Regions from separate parts of the Mus musculus genome. Here region 1 is linked to region 2. A link is a contact called in public promoter capture Hi-C data. All regions are on one chromosome and are shown on one strand. Each heading gives the region's core, a stretch centred on a gene start, on an enhancer-like site or on the middle of the called end of the contact. The rest is flanking DNA. Distances are from core to core; before and after follow the strand shown.

Region 1 (6,469 bases), core at 1,726-4,225, 280 kb after region 2:
ATTCTCTACCCGCCATCCCCTTGACCACTAGGCATGCAATCCTTCCCAGACACATTAGGCCAAGGTCACTATGCACGATTTATTGGGGAAATACTATTGTAGAATCATTGCTGGACCTAGGGACCCTGCCAGAGTCTCAGGCCAACTCCCAAGCCCACAAGAGCCAGGTGCAAACAGGGCAGGGTAGAGACTGATGATCGGACGGATGCTTCGGGAGAGGCTGATATCCTGCGCCCTCCAAGAGGCTGCTGGGGGCGGAAATTACTCGTGAGTGGTCTGGGGTGCAAACCTGGTGGCCCAGTCTGAAGCACGGCCTGGAACTGGACTACCTGAGGGTGGGTAAAGATGGGTCAAGATGTGACAGGGCAGGCCAAGAAGGCGGGGGTAACAGAGACTGGGCGTGGAGGAATGGCAGTGACTCCCACCTGCGCATGCCCAATGGGTACGGTGTTTTCAAAGACAGTCCAGAGCACCGCTGGCTCACAGCCCGGCGTGGTCAGAGACCCAGAGTATCGGTAGTACCGCAAGAGCCGCAAAGCACTTGGCAGCAGAGAGGCCAGTGCAAAGGTGGACGTCAGATTCACAGCTACCCCTGTATAGTAGAGACACTGGAACTCGCCTCTCCTGCTCTTGCTCCTCACCCTCATCACCCAGCCCAGTAGGGACCCCACAGCTCCTTACCAGGTGAAGATAAATTTTTCAGGCCAGACACAATGGCAGAGAAATTGGTATTGTCCCTGTCTTCCTCCTGTGGAAGAGTTTTAAGACATTTTGATGTTCTCTACCTCCACTCCCTTTCTCTCCCCCTCACTCTCCTCCCCCGTGTGTGTGCGTGTGTGTGTGTGTGTGCGTTCATGTGTGTGTGTGTGTGTGTGTGTGTGTGAAGGTAAAATAGCTGAAAATAGCTGAAAATAGCTGGGACAGCAGTGGGAAGGGCCCAGCTGGAGGCTCTGGGAGATCTGGGGATGAAGAAGATGACCTACCATGAGGCCCAGCAACACTCCATCGCTTTGGCCCCCACCTCCTTGGTGGGGAGTTCCCTGGGCATCTGGACGTGAACTGACTGTCTTCATGGCTAGCTTCATTTATAGAGCGTCCCCTGCCACCTCCCTACATCATGTGTAGAGCCTCCTCTTCATTCACGAGGATTTGGACTCATCTGTGTATCCCATTGTTAAAGCTGCTTAGCCCATTTGTGTGCATGTGTTGGTGGGGGGCAGTGAGCTCTTCTGAGTTCTCTAAGTCTTTCAGAGCTGAAGATCCCTGGTCCCTCCACACAACTCCAAGTCCCTGTTTCTGGAAACATGTACGGGGCCACAGCCCCTTCCTCACCACCAACAGCACAGCCAGTATAGCAAACCCATCTGGTTGGCTCCGTGCATCCTCCATGCTCTGGTACTTTGTGTTCATGTGGACCATGTGCATCTAGGGGATACAGAACAAAGGTAGTGACCAGCTGCTCTCTGCTCCCTACGCCTGTCTTCCTTCTGGTCCACCCTGAACCCACCTCCATAGAGCCATGCTTCTCATCCAGGCTGTGCTCGGAGCCTTGGTGCCCTGGGCTGCCCCAGTGGAAGTGCAGCTGCAGTAGCCGGTACTCTGGTGACGGGAGCCCAGCCCCTCGGATGGCTGGGCAGTTCTGCTGACAGGAATTTACTCGAAGTAGCACTGAAGGCAGGGAGCACATGAGAGTTTTCCTCACCAGCAGACTCCCCAGGGTAGGAATAACACTGTCACTAGCAGTTTCAGTTATGAGGACCTTGACTTCTTTCCAGCATCTTGGCATCTGGACATGAACTGACTGTCCTCAGGGGTCATGGCTAGCTTCATTTATAGAGGGTCCCCTGCCACCTCCCTACATCGTGTGTAGAGCCTCCTCTGCTTTGTCCACGAGGATTTGGACTCGTCTGCGTATCCCATTTTTATAGCTGGTTAGCCCATTTGTGTTGTGTGTTGGGGGGTAGTGAGCTCTTTTGAGAAGCTGGTGTCTCAGCTCGTCTGTGGGTCCTCATCCCTGTGTATGGGTGAGGTTCCTGTAAGCTGTATGGAGTCCTGCTTCTGTGTGGCAGTCTCAACCTTATGATGCTGACCTGTGTGGCCATCGTTCTCCAGGACCCAAGGATCTTGAGGGGCTGAATCATAGCCTTGAAAGATGAAGGGCTTAAGAGTGTAGTCCCGCTGGACCAATCGAAGGTCAATGTTGATAGGGGACTGGGTTGGGCCCCCACAGGCAGGTGCTAGTTCCTTCCAGTGGGCAGGGCCTGAGAAAAGAAGGACTAGTGTCTGCAGCAGGGGTCTCAAAGGCAAGTCTGGGAGTACAACGAGGGATTCCATATACCCAGATGCCCTCCCTCTGCCCTCCACACACCTGGCTGCAGCAGCACCCATCTGACTTATAAGTCTGCAAGCATACTGGCCCACAGAGAGATAAGGTAGGAGGGTCTGGGACACGGCTGCATACTCATGCTGGGGACCATCCCAACACACACATGATCTAGCCACACCCATAGACTCACAGACCCTGACAGCAGACACACAGAATCACAGTGTCCAGTTCTTTGGAGCACAGGAGCTGACAGAGACCAGACAGATCCACATAGCCTGTTACAACTGTTCTCACCACACTTTGGGTCTTGGGAGTCGTAGCACCAGGTACCTGTAGACAGGAGGCAGGGGACCACTGTGGTTCTTTATAAAGTTCCATCTTGACCCCAGTCCAGGAATGGAGACAGGTTAGCCAGTAGAGGCTGTTCCCTTGTCAGTGCGTCTCCTCCCAAACTTGCCCCATCACTGGTAGGTAGGTGGTGTCAGGCAGAGCCTTGGTGCTCACCACTGGAGTCCACCTGTGCCGCCAGTTGTATAAGGAGGAAGCTGAGCAAGAAGTCCAGGGCCCACATGATGCTGCAGTGGCTGACTCCGGAGAACTGCAAAGTGGATGAGGAATGTACAGCCAGGCTACTTAGAAGGCTGCTCTGCATTCATTGGTAGGTGAACTAGAGGTCTGGATAAGCCCTGTGGACATGCTGAGGTGAGGCTAGAGTAGGTGGAGCCCAGGTAGAGCCACTAGGAATGGAGGTGGGCTGGAGCCTAAACTTCAGAGCTGCTGCAGCCAGTGTAACTGTTGGCATTTCTCCCGAAGGGCGTCTGGTTATTACTCTTACAGCAGTGAAAATGAGTAACAGAGACCAGGAGTGACATGCCGAAACCACCGTCAAAGAAATTAGTTCAAGAGGTGAGGGCACATTGGATCCTACTGCCCAAGACTTAGGCTAGGAGGCATGGCTGTTCTTTCTCATGCTACAAGTTTGAGATTCCAACCCGTTCCAAGTCCAGGTCCACATCAGCCTTCCTATTGATGCTCGTCTGAGGACTACCCTCCCAAAGACAAAGGTCTCAGGAGAAGCTGCAGCCCTCCTGTGGTGGGGATACTACAGTGGCTCAAGTCCCTGGCACTCTGGAGGGAAGTGTCTGTGCCTCCTTGGCTTCCTGATGTGCTTCTGCACATGGGCACCATGTCTGAGCAGGTTAGGCTGAACAATGACTACCAGGGAGTGGGCTGGAGGGCTGCCCCTCTCAGTATTCCAGTTCTCAGCATCTCTTTCCCATGGTATAGCTTAGTGGAAGAGTACTTGCTTAGCATGTCTCCTTGGATTCTCCCTCAGCACTGCTGGAGGACCAGGCTCTTCCTTGAAGAGAGGACAGGGAGGAAAGGGCAGTGTTGGCAGAGCCCCAGGCACCCTGCTTCAGATGTGTTGAGGGTAGAATGAAGCTCCTGTCCCCACCAAAGGCCTCAGCAGATCCTTCTTAACCCAACCCCTTGCCAGCCTTTGTGACAGCCTGCTGTAGTTACTGGCCCTTCTGAGTTAGGACAGTGAACTTGATTACAGCTGAAAGTCTGGTTCCTGAGTTTGACCAATAAGGGCTCTTGCATGTATGGGGTGCAAATACATAAACTCATGCACAAACACACAAAAACTATAAAAATTAAAATATTGTGTGGGGCATGGAGGTGCACACCTTTGTTGTGTGTAGTTTTAAAAAACATGCTACCACCTTGCCTGGGATTGCGGGGCGGGGGGGGGGGGGCCCGCTGCGCCACCAGCCACTCCTGGCTCCCTTTTGTTCCACCAGGCTTAGCTCCAGGATCCTCAAAACCAAGCCCTAAGCTGGCTTCCTTTTCTACCCACCTTTGCTCCAGGAGGGGATTGCATTACCAGCCCACTCCTGGGACCCTAGAATCCGAGGACAAAAGACACACACTCAGCCTTGTTACTTTAACTTGCCTGTTAAGCACAAATCTCTCCTGCCTGGGAATGCATGCCCTTTCCAATTTATTATCTCCATCTCTCCTTCCGCCCTAAACTTAGTGGCTTGTTCTATTTAGCCCCTGCCAGACATCTTTGGCAACCCGGCCACAGGCCCTCACTGCCCAGATCTTACATGGTTGCTGTGTCCCTTTTCCTCCAAAGCATGGCAGAAAAACCCTCTCTCCTTCCCTACGTCTCCTTTCCTCTTGAGATCTGGATAACACACACACACACCCCACACGCACGCAAACATTGCTATCAAGAATCCTGGTGTCTCACAGAAATGATAGTAAATGCTTTTTCTGCTTCTCACCCCCAGCAGGCTGAGTGCCATAGTGGGTGGGTGTAACCCCCTCTTTTCAGGAGAGGCCTCAGCCCAAGGCAATAGGCTATGCAAGTCTTTAGCATCTTAGGACTTCTGGAAAGACAAGATCATCCAATTTTTTATAGATTGAAATCTTCTCAGAGGACTCAAGCCTTTCCAGCCCTGTAGGAAAAGGCATTGAACAGCCCAGTCCTGGGTGTAAGTTGCCAATCGCTACCCTCCAAGCTGCAGCTCCTGCTGGAAGGAGCTGCTTACAGCCACCTGGATGGTCAGAGATGAAGTCCAGCGCCCTCCCTGCACTGGACACTAGTAACGGGGATATACCAGCCCTGGCATTGACTGTAGTGTAACTTCAGAGGAGTGTGGCCCCTTGCCATGCACCCTCCAGAGGCTCCAAGCTCAGCCATCTGGTCCTCAACCAAGGGGTGTCAGAAGCCAACTGGATGCCTGTAAGGGCTGAAAACTTAGGAGAGCCCTGTCGAGGGGCTGGCCACAGCAAGAACTGACCATGCTTTTTCCATAACACAAGTTTATTTGGCATTGGATGAAATGGTTCTCACAGCATCTTAAGAAAGGATCAATGCCAACCTGACCAAAAAAATACACCCAAACTAAAACCTTTAATGAAAGGAATATGTAAAAACAGGCATTGAGACAATGTACAGTATCAAATTCCACTTCAAGGCAGGTCAGAGGGCACCTGGCCTCAGAAGAGTGGCAAGGCAGTCCTGGGAAAGGGGCCTCCTAGGAGCCTGTCCCTCTGGGGCCTTGCGGGATGGGTAAAGAACACACAAACCTCATCAAATCTTGGATTTGGGATTATTCACCAGTGAGATCTGGCAGACTCCAGTGCTTGGAACTGGAATAGCAATAGTCTAAACAGCCCCCAACAGAGGCCTTCCATGCACCCCTAAGGCATGGGGGACGGACCCCACAGGCCTGACAAGCCTACCTCTGTAGCACCAGTCCACTTTAGGTCACCCTCTCCACTGGGCCTCCTAATCTCAACCCCAACAGCCATTTGGTCCCCACGTAAGTTCCAGTCTGTGCAGTCTCCTGAGGCACTGCTGTGTGGTCCTTAGGGCTCTTTTGGGTGGCCTGGCACCAACACAATTCCCAATTGTTGCTCTGGAGCATGGCTGCCCAGCGCCCAGCACTTAGGACTTGCTGGAGGCATGACGAACTTCCTGATGTCCTTAGCAATGGGTAGAGGGGGCAAGGGCCCTCTGCAGAGGGATGTCTGCAGCAGATGGTCTGTGGGCTCAGACATGGGGCAGACTATCCGTAAGCAATCATATACTCCTGTCAGCCCTGGGGACCTGGTCTGAAGATGCTCCGTATGGGAAGGGGAAACATAGGTTCCAAGTAGTGTAAGGCTGCACCTAGAGCTGTGTGGGTCTGATCATGCACAACAGAACAGACACCAGTCACCTCCACTCCTGTTCTCACCTGCACAGGAGTCACAGGCCCACTGACCACAGCCTAGAAGAAGCTCAAAGGTGCAAGAGTGGCCCATGGGCAAATGGCTCATGTGGGGTATTGTCCCCTGTCCTGAGCTCCTGTGAACCATTATCACCTGCAAACATTTGGCCACATTAGGACACACACACAGATATAAAGACCCAGACATCCAACATAAAAAAGACACGAATGTGCTAAAAATTGCACAGAACCTTGCTTAATCTCCAAACCTTAGAAATGCTAAAGGCCTGTGTCAGGAGACAAGACCACTGCATGGAGCTGGAGCTGGCAATGGAGTCCTTTGGGAAAAATCCCCAGGTACCCGGTTGCTGTGGAGGGACTGGGAGGCATGTATGTGGCTGGCAGACACTGGGCT
Region 2 (6,413 bases), core at 1,345-3,844:
CTCCAGCACCACAGAGCCCATTGTCCCGAAGATCCAGACGCTTGATGTAGGGATTAGAGGTCAATACGGAAGCCAATGCCCGGACCCCCTGGAACAGAGCAGAGAGGTACAAGGGGCGAGGAACATAGTGGCCTGGGGGGCCTGGTCCTTCCCTGAACTGAGATACAGATGGTCATAATTTCAGTTTAAATCCCCAGAGCTCCCACCTCCTCCAGAGAACATCAGCTTCTACCTTTAGGTGCCGCCCAATCTCACTTCCTGGAGTCCTTCCTACAATTCCACCCTCATCTCTGTCACACAGTCTCCACCCTGTCTCGCAGGCATGGGAGATGGGACTTGTGTGGCACAGACAGCTTTGAGTGTCTGAGATAGAATCAAGGACAAGATGGCCACTACCTCCTACATCCTCCCAGCCAAGTGTGGTTCCAGTGTCCCCCAACAGATACCTGGGGCCCCAGGCCACGGTGCCGAAGGTTCAATTCAGAGGCACCCTCTTGGCGCAGAAGACAAGAAACTGGCACAACACTATTGGCCCGGCAAGACTTCAGATAGAGGGTAGCCATGACCCGTTCTCCAAGCCCATGGGTGCCTAGCAGTAGATGGGAGATGAAGAAGGAACGAATCACTGGCATAGCCTGGACCCTTTCCTGCCCCTGCCATTTCTTCTTGTTCTGGTGGCTACTGTGCCCATATTCTAGATGAGGACCTCCACACTAAAAATTAATTAAGTCTTTTCTCAAAGCCACCAAACTAGTGAACCAAAGGGAGCATTTGCCTAATGCTGACATGTTTGCTGTCCTTGCCCCACTGCGTCCAGGTATCACAGATCACCTTCCCAAACATACACACACACACACACACACAGAGACACACACAGAGAGACACACACAGAGACACACACACACACACATACACAGAGACACACATACACAGACACACAGACACACACACAGAGACACACACACACAGAGACACACATACACACAGACACACAGATACACACAGACACACACACAGAGACACACACAGAGACACACACACAGAGACACACATACAGACACACACACAAAGACACACACACAGACACACACACACAGAGACAGACACACACACAGACAGACACACATACACAGACACACAGACACACAGACACAGACACACACACACAGACACAGACAGGCAGACAGACATACACAGACACACACACACAGAGACACAGACACACATACAGAAAGACACACACACAGACACACAGACACACACACACAGAGACACAGACACACACAGAGAGACACACATACACAGACACACTGACACACACCACCTCCACCACCACCACCAAAGCTGGCCTCCAGCTTGCTGGTTAAGTTCAGCCTTGAGCTCAATGCTTCAACCATGCTAGGCAAGCACTACACTGAGCTACATTCTCAGTCCACGGGTCATAAGGTCTATATAAACACCCTGGGAGCAGAGGGCTGGAAACAATCTTAAATCCAATATATCCATTAGCTAGGTTTTTCCTATAGGTTGGAACGCCCAGCCCCGAACTCTTTGGGACACAACTGCTTGTCAGGGTATTTCATTTGCAGGTTTTCCAGAAGACAGTTCTAAATGTTAGGCCTCCTCATTCCTCCAGGAGGGCAAGGACTTGAGGGGTATCAGCTGCTGATACTGGGAAATGTGCCCCCACAGAGGGTGCCGGTCGGTTCTAGCTGCCCTCCCACCACTTTTGCGGGAATATCCTCAAGTGAGGATTCCAACTAGGACCCCACGCGGAGGATGAGGCACCTTCTGCTTCCAGAGCAGAGTGTGAATCTGCAGTCCAGGACCTTTCGGCCTCCAGGGTCTCTGCCTGAGGCCCAGTGGCCGCAGCTTCTCCCTCTTGATCTTCATTCTTCTGAACTTCGCAGGGACCCTTCATGTTTACTCTCACTACCCAGTCCGGGACGCAGACTCTAACCACACAGCTCACCGCCTGGAACTCTTCCCAGGGATGTGGGCGGTCCCTCTGGCCTCCTTGACCAATCGAATCTGATCTACGGACAACAGGTGGTCTCTGGGGCCAGTAACGGTGCCCGCCCTCCCACCCCGCCGTCGTCCTGGGAACCGGGTCTTGTTTGCAAAAGAAAACACAACCTTGGCACGCTCTTTCCCAGGGCTGACTACCGCTGCCATGCACGGGGGTAGTCACTCCTTCATGTTCTTTTCACAAACATTTCCAGTCTGACCCCAGAACTAGTGTTTTAGTTACGGCGCTTGGAGTAGACAGCGGCTCTACAGAAGATCTGTAGCCTAGCAATAGTTTTTCTCTGGGGCCACAGCTATGCGGTCACTGCCTAAGGGTCTCAGCTTTCTCTCAAGATCTAGAGGTTGCTATGCTGCTGCGCCAGCAGGGGTATCTCAAACCCAATTTATACTCTTTGGAATGTGCAAGTTTGAGTTCAGAGCCCCTTCTCTGGGCTTCTGTTACCCCGTGTTGACTGCCCACCATATAAGAAAACAAAGTGAGTGGGTAGGGACAGGTCTATTCCTCTCTCTATGCATAGGGTCCAACCCAGGGACTCTGGACAAAAGGGGGCGGGGCTACACCAGCTGGGGTTTGGGAATGAGGCAGGAGCCAGCTCCTACTGAATTTGAGATGTCCCTTTAACAACACTGGCCTGAATCCCATGCATGGCTTCTTGGCCTCCAGTTCAGCTGCGGCTAAAGTTGCCTGCTGACTCATGCAGTTGCAGCCAGCAGGAACTGGGAACATGGCTTCTGCAGCCGCAGCAGCACTCGTGAGCTGGGGGTTTCTGGATTACAAGACGGAGAAATATGTGCTAACCAGGAACTGTCGGGTGGGCGTCTCCCAGAGGCTGCTGCAGCTGGCAGTGGTAGTCTACGTGATAGGGTAAGAACCGCTCCTGGCCAGACTGCAGAGTCTGCTGTGGGGGGTCTTGCTTGCCGAGGGATAAAAGTTGGCTTTTTAGAACCCCAGCTGGTGGGAAAGTGGGAATGGGGGTGAGAGGTAGTCAGAAGGGATTTTAGTCCATTCAGAGAACAGTGGAAGATCCATTCGCCCACGTAAGGGGCTTTGTCTCCAGCGTCTTCTCGGTCTCTGTTAGCGTCTGCAGTTCTCCTGCCCTAAGGTACCCTGATGCAGCAGGAGGCAGTAATTCTCTGAGCAACACAGCACTAAGCCTCTCAGAGAGACCACCAGCTGGATGTCCGAAAAGTCTTTGAGAAGGGAGCTGGGTTTGCTGAGTGTGTGAAGGCACTGGCTGTGAAAAGTGACCATCGTCATCTGAGAGCTCCACCTACTCAGGGGTATAGAGCAAGAGGCGCAGCTAGACAGAAGGTGGAGGCCTCCATGCTGGTCTGGGAGCCTAGTGTGTGAGCACTGCTACTCCTTATCTAGACATTACACTATCCATCATCCTTTCCCTAGGTGGGCCCTCTTGGCCAAAAAAGGCTACCAGGAACGGGACTTGGCCCCTCAGACTTCTGTCATCACCAAACTCAAGGGGGTTTCTGTAACCCAGGTTAAGGAGCTGGAGAACCGGCTGTGGGACGTGGCTGACTTTGTGAAGCCATCACAGGTAGGTCCCCAGCGCTGCTGCAGGAAGTCAGAATTCTTCAGCCACCACCACCAACCACACCTGCCGTGCATGAGAGACATAGGATGCAGGAGGAAGGGTTCTGAGTCAGTGTGAGAAAACAGCTTTCAGGGATGTGGAGCTTCCCAAGCCAAGAAGCCAGGGCCTGCGGAACTTCCTTTAAAGGAAGGTTATCGATGCAACTCAGTGGCAGAGAGCTTGCCTGGCATTCATAGCTTCCGAGCTTCAATGCTAGAACCACCAAACAAACAAGCAAAAACAAAAATACCATCCACCCCACCCATCCAGCACCCATGTGGTGGAGAGATACATGTGAGAAGGAATGAAATATCTTCGGTTCATGATTTATGCTTGGAAGTGAAATGTAGGGGATGGGAACCCAGGGCTTGAGCTTGCTGAAGTCCCCTTGCTATCATTTAGGGATCTTGGATCAAGTTCATTTTTTTTTCTTCCCAATGATGAAAGAATTAAAAGGCAGAGGCTGGAGAGATGGCTCAGTTGTTGAGAACACTGGCTGTTCTTGCAGAAAATACAGCTTCTGTTCCTAGAACCCACATAGTAGCTCATAGCTTTCTGTCATTTCAGTTCCAGGGGATTCTATGCTGTCTTCTGGCCTCTGAGGGCCTCAGGCAGGCACACACACACACACACACACACACACACACACACACACTAATTAAATAAAACAACTCGGCTGGATGCTCAGCATATGCCTGTAATCCCAGCACTCTAGAGGCAGATGCAAGTAGAGCTCTGAGTTTCAAGACCAGGCTGGGTCTACACAGCAAGTTCCAGGATAGCCAAGGCTACACAGAGAAAGCCTGTCTTGAAATAAAACAAAGCCAAAAAAAAAAAATACCCTGCTCAAAAATAGAGTGAAAAGGCAAGAAATAAGTCACAGTCACAGCAAATACATGTCTCATTAAAAGTGAGAGTGCACACATCCCACACACAAAAGAGACAGGCTTCCCACCAGAGGGAAGGGAATTTAGAAACCAAAATCCATTCTCCCATGGAGGGCTGCTGGTTTTAAATATCTGTGGTGGGATAGGATGGGTGCCTCTGTCCTGAATTTTGGATTATCAACTTGAAAGAAGAAGCTGATAAGTCCAGAGGTTCATGCAAGCTGAGACATGCCCAGGACCAGCCTTGAATATAGCTGGACTAGTCTAGACCATTCATCCAGAAGGGGGTCCTTCTGGCAGGGAAAAAAAAAAAAGTTCACCAAGCCTTTGTCTTGGAAGGAGGTGGTGAGGAAGAGTCTGGGAGTTGACGGATCTGTGATGTATACACCACCCCTTCCCCATCCTTGCCTGTCACAGTACAGTCTGACTCCTTTCATGTCACTCACATGCCCCTCTTTGTCTCTTTTAGGGAACATCTTCTCTTCTCCCTCCACCTAGCCCCAGTTACCAGCTGTTACGGGACATTTCCTGAGGAGACATAAACAAATGTCTGTATACCTCAGATAGGGCACCAACGATGAACCAATTCCATTCCAAATAAGTTCTGTGAACCAGTGACTAATTGTGGTTCCCTGTAGGCATAAGTGAGGGGTACTTACAGGAGCACCAGTGACTCAGGCAGCTATCATCTGTTGGCTCCAGGTGGTAGTAGCTTTCTATATGGGAGCATGCTCTCTCTCTCTCTCTCTCTCTCTCTCTCTCTCTCTCTCTCCCTCTCACACACACCCACACACACACATCAGCAGGCTCCCTCTGTCCCCACTTTGGGTGAGTGCATGAGAATTTGAAATGACACTTGTATGGAAGATACGGATAGAGGCATGACACTTTCTGAGCTCAGGGGAGGCCGTAAACCTAGTCAGCTTCACCTGCTTCACTGGACGCCATTTTCTGCAGGACAAATTGGCAACTAGATGGGACCAAAAACTATTCCCACAAAATCCAGGCTACCCAGGCTGGGCTCTACCTCAGAGGGTGCTGGCCTAGCCTGTCTGAGATCCGGAGTTCCATTCCCAGCACTGAGAGCAACAAAAAGCAAACAAACCAGGCTGTCAGCTTCTATCTTCTCAGTTGAGACCAACCTTCAGCCTTGCCTTCTAGGGAGAGAACGTGTTCTTCCTGGTAACCAACTTCCTCGTGACACCAGCTCAAGTCCAGGGCAGATGTCCAGAGGTAAGCTTGTCCAGAGCCTCTAACACACACCCACCCCTTTTTTTCTCATCAGCCCTGTCTCCTTTCTCCTTCACTCATGGCTCAAAGCTCAGTCCCAGCTTGGTATGTCTATCCCAGGCAAAGGGCTACACTTTTCTAGAAGTCATTTCACCAAGTCTTTACATCTGCTGTTCACGAGGAATACTTTAATTCCCATTAAACAGGTGATTAGGGCTCCATATGTCCAATCACTTTTCCAAGGGTACCCCAAGTATGGGTTACCGGCACAGTATCTGAGGACACCCCTTGGGGTCTCCAACCTTTACAACACCAGACCTTGATGTGGGACAGTTTCATTGAGATGTCCAGCGTTTTTTCCATGCTGGTCCTGCCTCTGGGTTACAGCCAGGCACACACTCACCTGAGCATTAATGGCAAGAAGCAGGCTAGAAGATCACCTCTTCTCTTGGCCAGCTTTTATTAGTGTACTCAGAGTCCGATGTCATCTGGGGGACTGGCTAGCACACTCTGCTTTGCCTTCTGGTAATATGTGATCTCTGGGTGTTTTTCAGCCCAACTGTGTTCCTGTTTCAGCTTTCTCCCCCATTCTTAGATTCTGACACAGCCATGGGGGCATCCACACACCCACTCCCAATCTCACCTTTTCCCCTTGTTTGGGAATATTCCAGAAAATCTT

Evidence for each region. Promoter capture Hi-C pulls out the DNA fragments that hold promoters and counts their contacts.
Region 1: a contact with region 2 is called in a promoter capture Hi-C map of stem cell-derived epiblast-like cells, with 2.9 times the contacts expected there. The contact joins the promoter of Car15 here to the promoter of P2rx6 in region 2. A contact is called at or near these places in 18 of 39 promoter capture datasets (the 3T3-L1 cell line, 3T3-L1-derived adipocytes, the C10 cell line and 12 more), 1 of 15 datasets of contacts at CTCF or cohesin (the NIH/3T3 cell line), 3 of 484 Hi-C or Micro-C datasets (B cells, the G1E-ER4 cell line and the HL-1 cell line), 1 of 115 datasets of contacts at active chromatin or transcription factors (pancreatic cancer cells) and 2 of 9 other capture datasets (adipose tissue and liver).

Annotation. Positions count from the first base shown.
Region 1 is chr16:17,835,211-17,841,679 of GRCm38.p6, forward strand. It overlaps Car15 (carbonic anhydrase 15), which reads right to left and starts at 2,976. Exons shown (of 8, transcript NM_030558.2): 1 at 2,831-2,976; 2 at 2,621-2,656; 3 at 2,091-2,261; 4 at 1,508-1,668; 5 at 1,333-1,425; 6 at 682-748; 7 at 426-592; 8 at 66-329. The coding sequence starts at 2,897. The coding sequence ends at 117. Dgcr2 (DiGeorge syndrome critical region gene 2) reads right to left here. Exons shown (of 10, transcript NM_010048.3): 10 at 5,145-6,469.
Region 2 is chr16:17,559,291-17,565,703 of GRCm38.p6, forward strand. It overlaps P2rx6 (purinergic receptor P2X, ligand-gated ion channel, 6), which reads left to right and starts at 2,595. Exons shown (of 12, transcript NM_011028.2): 1 at 2,595-2,893; 2 at 3,431-3,581; 3 at 5,666-5,737. The coding sequence starts at 2,724. Lrrc74b (leucine rich repeat containing 74B) reads right to left here and starts at 1,957. Exons shown (of 9, transcript NM_029053.3): 1 at 1,789-1,957; 2 at 447-589; 3 at 1-88. The coding sequence starts at 1,921.